Linked DNA regions of Mus musculus: region 1 is linked to region 2. The links are chromatin contacts, called in public HiChIP or PLAC-seq maps. All regions are on one chromosome and are shown on one strand. Each heading gives the region's core, a stretch centred on a gene start, on an enhancer-like site or on the middle of the called end of the contact. The rest is flanking DNA. Distances are from core to core; before and after follow the strand shown. Region 1 overlaps Inpp5a (inositol polyphosphate-5-phosphatase A). Region 2 overlaps Gm32486 (a long non-coding RNA gene).

Region 1 (2,900 bases), core at 23-2,522, 190 kb after region 2:
AAAGGCTATTTGCTTAAACAATAAAAACTCACTTAGAAAGGGAAAGTGCTACTTGGAATTTAGATGAAGACTACCAGATTTGAAGACCAGATTTGAAGAATGATTATGTAACTCGGTTCCTAAAATGAAAACTGTGACTCCTGGGGACTTTCCCCTAACCCTGGACTGGCTCTAGATACACTGGCTTCCAGCCTTGCCTGTGGGTTTCCCTGCTACCACCTTGGCCCTGTGGTCATAGTAACCTCAACTTCGTGTTTTCTTCTCTGATCCTGCCTTCTAGCCCTTCCTAGAAGTCCTTCCTCTCCCCCCCCCCCTTTACCCCCTCCCTTGTACTAGCTCTTCAATGTCTGCTGGGGCTCAGCCTCCCATCAGTGATCTGCCCTCTAGGGTGCTGCTGCTCTCCCCATGCTCCAAGAGGGCAGAACCAAGTGCCTTACCACCTTACTGCCCAGGAGATGGTTGGTTTTCCTGCACTGTACTGCCTATGCCAAGCAAAGTTTGCTGGTAACTTCAGCAATGCTTTGGAAAAGTAGGAACCTTAATGGTTGGACAGAACTAGGGTTGTGAGCTGTAGACAAGCTCACGCTGTGCCACTCACTCAATGCCCATGAGACCATGGGTATGTTTCTGTCATATGCCAGACTCCTGCTGCTATAAATTAGACAATAGGGCTACAGCTTCTAGGGCTATGGGGAAACACAAGATGGACAGCATGGGTACTGGAGTCTGCTTAGAAGCCAGCCTTGGTGATCCTGAATTAAGAATGAGCCTGTGCATAGTGAGCACATACATGCATGCACACATGACAGCACACAGGCAGTGCTCTCACACTAACTTAAGCTGACACCCAATTCTGCATGCATGCATGATGCACGCACATAAGAACATGCCGTCACACTCTGACATACACAGGAGCACATGCTACCACATACGTGGTTACCTGGACTCAATCTCTCAACAGGTATGCACAGCAATGTTAATGATGTGCTGAGGTTGTGACATGGGTTGAGAACTTTCCTGATGTTTTCTTGTCCATAGCATAGTACTGCTTTTTTATAATTAGAGACGAGTGCCTCTAGGTTATTGAAAAGGCTTCTTAGAAATTCTGAATCTTTGCAAAGGAAATATGGAAGAGGCTAGAAATAAACAGTTGGCAGCACAAAGGTGGCAACTCATAGAATCTGTAAAGAACTTGTGGACACAGGGTGTGGCCTTTGGCCTGCTGTCTGTGGGATGCCTGGCTGCTGAGGTGAGGCACATGATTCATTGCCCTGCTGTGGTTTGTGCTCTAACTCTGTGCTTTCTTCCCAGGTCCTGCACACACACAAGCCTCACTTCATGGCCTTGCACTGCCAAGAATTTGGAGGGAAAAACTACGAGGCCTCCATGTCCCATGTGGACAAATTTGTCAAGTAAGTCTCAGCTGGAGCCTGTGGACCGTGGGGTAGGTCTTTGGATGGGATGTGGTGGTGAATGCCACTCCTTGAAACTTGTCTGTGGGTCATGTTGAGGGAGCTGCAATTTCCCCAGAGAGGTGTAGACCACAGGGAATGGTGCAGAAGAAATACCCATGGGGTATTCCTAGAACCTGCCCTCCATTGGAACAGCTTGGCATGGACACAGTTGGGGATTGAGCTTTGCCTCAGTTCCTGGAGTGCACTCAAGGCACTACCTGCCCCATGGGTCTCTGGTGTTCCCACTATCCTTGGTTCTGTTGCTGATTTTTTAATGTGCGTGCGCGAGAGTGTTCATGCCTCCGTGCATGCATACATGTGTGTAAGGGGTGTGTGCACATGCCACATAGCTCATGTAGAGGTCAGATAACACTTTTTTTGAGTCAGTTTTTCCCACTTCTATGTGGGCTCCAGGGATCAAATTGAAGTTTCAGGCTTGTACAACAGATGACATTACCCACTAGGCCACTTCACCGACCCTTGTTAGCACTTTTTCTTGCCCCTTTACTTCTGTTTGCATCTGGCCTGAACTTGACAAGAAAATAAGGAAGTACTCCTTCAGTGCTTACATGCCCGTGCAGGTGACAGCTAAGATCCTGAACATCACTGTGTGTAGAGAGACTGAGTAAGCACCCTGTTCACAGCAGAGTTTCTTTCGAGCGACATGTGCTATGTTCCCATCACTCAAGATTTTGGAGCTTGATTGGGTATCAAAAACTCTGTACATTGCTCCCAAGTAGTCTTCAAGACAGTTTGGTGCTCCAAAGCGTACTCCCTAACACGCACTCCTAATACTGGCACGGGGAGAAGGGCAGCACGGAAACAGCCCAGAAGGAAATTGAGGTGGCATTCTGCTGGCCAGAGCACTGGCTCCCATCGCAGCAGTGGAACAACAAGGGTGGGCAGACGTGCTGTACGGGATGTCTTCCATGGTGCATGCCCTTGGTGCAGCAGGCTGAGAAGTTCCTTATAGAGATCCTGCCTCACCATGTCCCAAGATGTCACTCTACCTTGCCTCAGAATGAATTCTAGTTATACTCAAGTAAAATTTGAAGATAGAGATATAGAAGAGGATCTTTGTAGCTTTGAGGTAGGGAGGATTTCTTTCAGGATGTGCAAAACTTGCAGCTTAGAAAGATAAGATTGACACATTTGTCCTGTTAAAAAAAAGCCATACTGTTACAGAAAGATATTCTGAACGAAGGAAGAGCCAAGCTACCTTATGAAGACCATCTGCAGCACACATCACTGACAGAAGTTAGTGTTAACACCAAGGACTGCAAGTTGGCAAAGGAGAGAGAGGCTTGTGGGCTGGAGCAGCAGAGCATCTGAAGGGGGAAGGTGCCATGGGCACTGAGCTCTGGGCACCTGTAGGCCAGTGGCCCTCGGGAGGGAGGTTCCATCACTACTGTCCCTTAGATGGGCTGTGTGTGGCAGTACAGGCCT
Region 2 (3,013 bases), core at 133-2,632:
CACAGGAAATGCCAGGCCTCTTCCTGGAGCCTGGGGCATCCTTCAGTGTATCAATTTACTCATTGCCGTGACAGAAATTACTGTCCTAAATTCCTCCAGCAGTTAGGAAGGGAGGAAGTGTTTCAGTTACAGTTTGAAGGACACAGCCCATCATGATGGGGATGTAATGGCAGCAGGAGCATGAGGCCACTGGTAACATTGTATCCACAAATGAGAAGCAGACTCATGCATGCCAGTGCTCAGCTCACTGTCCCCTTTTCCTGTAGGCTAGGACTCCAGCCCACGGAATGGTTTCACCTACAGTAAAGGTGGGGCTCCTTGCCTCAATTGACGTAACCTAAACCATTCCGTACAGTCATGCTCAGAGGCTGAGCTCATCTAGATAATCTCTCACAGGTGTTTCTAGAGGATGGCTCTCCCACAGGATTCTCGATCCCGTCAAGTTAACCATTACTGTCAGTGATTGCAGCCCTGAAGGACCCTGCCCCCAGAAGTGCAGGCCCAAGCTAATCCTCAGCAATGCCAGCCCCTCCTTCCTTCCTTCCCTTGTGTTGCTCTGTTCTCATTATAAAAAGTTGCTGTTCTTTGTAAACTACCAAGAAACAGAGGGATGGAGCTGAAGAGATGGCTCGGCACCTAACAGCACTTCTTGCTCTTCCAGAGGACCTGAGCTTAGTTCCCCCATGTCCAGTGGCTGTCTTAGTTACCGTTTCATTGCTGTGAAGACACCATGACCAAGGCAACTCTTATAAGGACAACATTTAACTGGGGCTGGTTACAGGCTCAGAGGTTCAGTCCATTATCATCAAGGCAGGAGTATGGCAGCATCCAGGCACATGTGTGGCTAAAGTAGTTGAGAGTTCTGCATCTTCATCCAAAGCCCAGGCCCACAGTGACATACCTACACCAACAAGGTCATACCTCCTTATAGTGCCACTCCCTGGGCCAAGCATATACAAACCATCACAGTGACGAACAGCCACCTAGCTCAGGGGATCTAATCTAACACACACACACACACACACACACACACACACACACACACGTATAACTAAAGATAAACCCTTTTTTTTTAAAAAAGGAAAGAAACATAAGGAAACATTCTAAAAGAAAAGTAAAATTACCCACATTCAACTCACTAGAGATTAAATCAGTTAACCACTTTGGCATATTTCTTTTGGGGCCATATAGGTATGTGTGTGTATGTGTGTGTGTGTGTGTGTGTGTGTGTGTGTGTGTGTGTGGTGTGAAGGCAGCTGAAACAATCTGAATACAACATCATTTTACTTCAAGCATTGAGGTTTGTTTACACAAACAGGACTGTTTAGGCCGACTCTTACTAAGGAGTCCCAGTTGTCCATTCGGTTATTATGTACTGAGTCACCACCGATGGCACACCCTGCTGGAATGTGTCCCTCAGGGAGGGTGTTCTAGGCACTTCCTGGCTCCAGGTGAAGTCATTGCTAAGGCTCCAGTGTAAAGTAGAACATGGACGGCTAGGAAACAAAGATGCTCTGGAAAGACCCCTGCAGGGAACGTTCTATCCAAATCGCAAAGGAAATGGCAGGCGTGGTGTTGCAATGAGAGCCATGGCATTTCCCTTCCTCCTCTAGAACATTAAGAGTGACATACGCTCAGTGGGAAAATCACAGTGAAATGTCAGTTAAGTAAAAGCAATTTCCCCGATCCTCCCACGCGGAGTGGTTGTCCTTTTAAGCCCCGCCGCTCCCCCTCCTTTTTTCTCTTTCAGGAGCAGGGAGCAGAGTGGAGACTTCAAGCTTCCTTACTTAGTGACCGCCAGGTGTTGGCACGCGACTTGAGTAGCACCCCCCCCACCCCCCAGGCTTTGATCCATTGCAAAAGAGGTGTGAAGAAGGTTAAGGAGCCAACTGTCATGCGCTGGTATCTCCCTCTCAATCTGCTCTATCCCCAAATGCCACACACGGGAGGCATCTTCCCACAGTAGCTGATTCTTACCCTGGGCCCTTTTGAGTGACCCCTGGCATTCCACTGCGTGGGTGCAGAGAGTTACATAATCTGACTTCCATGGTTGGAAATTTAGATGGCTTTCAGATTTGACTATTATAAGTAATCCTGTTTTTAAGTGGTCTCCTGGTGAACAGTCTACACCAGTCTGTGGCTCTTTTCTTGGACAACCTCTCATCCAGGGAGTTGCGGGTTACAGGGATGCAAGGGCCAGGCTTTGAAAGAATTTGCCTGTGCTTCTTATGCAAAACAGCCCTGCTTCTGCCCAGGGCAAGATGTACATAAGTGTGTATGTGTATGTGTACAAATGTTCACATATATGTGCATACCCGGCTATCAACTCTCCAGGAAATCAGCCCTGAGAAACAGCTCAGAGATTCACTAATGAAAGGTAATGGGAGGGCTGGAGAGATGGCTCAGTGGTTAAGAACACTAACTGCTCTTCCAAAGGTCCTGAGTTCAAATCTCAGCAACCACATGGTGGCTCACAACCACCGTAATGAGATCTGATCTCTTCTGGTGCGTCTGAAGACAGCTACAGTGTACTCACATATAATAATACATCTTTGGGCCAGAGCAAGCAGTGCCGGAGCGAGCAGAGGTCCTGAATTCAATTCCCAGCAACCGAATGAAGGCTCACAACCATCTGTATAGCTGCTGTGTACTCATATACATAAAATAAATAAATAATTCTTTTAAAAAAGAAAGAAACGTAGAAAGAAAGAGAGAGAGAGAGAGAGAGAGAGAGGAAAGAAAGAAAGAAAGAAAGAAAGAAAGAAAGAAAGAAAGGAAGGAAGGAAGGAAGGAAGGAAGGAAGGAAGAAAGAGAGGTAAAGGAAGATGAGCAGTGGTAGTGCACACCTTTAATCCTAGCACTTGGGAGGGAGATGCAAGTGGATCATTATGAGTTCAAAGCCAGCCTGGTCTATAGAACTAGATCCAGAACATTCAGGGCTACACAGAGAACCCCATCTGAGAGAGAGAGAGAGAGAGAGAGAGAGAGAGAGAGAGGGAGAGGGAGAGGGAGA

The links. HiChIP or PLAC-seq counts read pairs in DNA pulled down with a chosen protein or histone mark.
Region 1: a contact with region 2 is called in an HNF4G HiChIP or PLAC-seq map of pancreatic cancer cells. The contact joins two enhancer-like sites. A contact is called at or near these places in 1 of 15 datasets of contacts at CTCF or cohesin (embryonic stem cells), 31 of 484 Hi-C or Micro-C datasets (the AML12 cell line, the C2C12 cell line, CD4 T cells and 24 more), 10 of 115 datasets of contacts at active chromatin or transcription factors (the HPC-7 cell line, SST interneurons, T-cell acute lymphoblastic leukemia and 5 more) and 5 of 9 other capture datasets (adipose tissue, bone marrow-derived macrophages, embryonic stem cells and 2 more).

What each region holds. Positions count from the first base shown.
Region 1 is chr7:139,476,684-139,479,583 of GRCm38.p6, forward strand. It overlaps Inpp5a (inositol polyphosphate-5-phosphatase A), which reads left to right. Exons shown (of 16, transcript NM_001127363.1): 3 at 1,312-1,412. Among named protein-coding and RNA genes, the nearest start is that of Gm46004, 89 kb to the left of the region's middle. Within about 2 kb of position 1,273, at least 27 of the 459 cell types and tissues checked have an H3K27ac peak or open chromatin away from gene starts, as enhancers often do. A contact at or near this core is called in pancreatic cancer cells, where this site is marked.
Region 2 is chr7:139,284,104-139,287,116 of GRCm38.p6, forward strand. All of the region lies in intron 2 of Gm32486 (a long non-coding RNA gene), which reads right to left. Among named protein-coding and RNA genes, the nearest start is that of Gm51504, 6.8 kb to the left of the region's middle. Within about 2 kb of position 1,383, at least 32 of the 459 cell types and tissues checked have an H3K27ac peak or open chromatin away from gene starts, as enhancers often do. A contact at or near this core is called in pancreatic cancer cells, where this site is marked.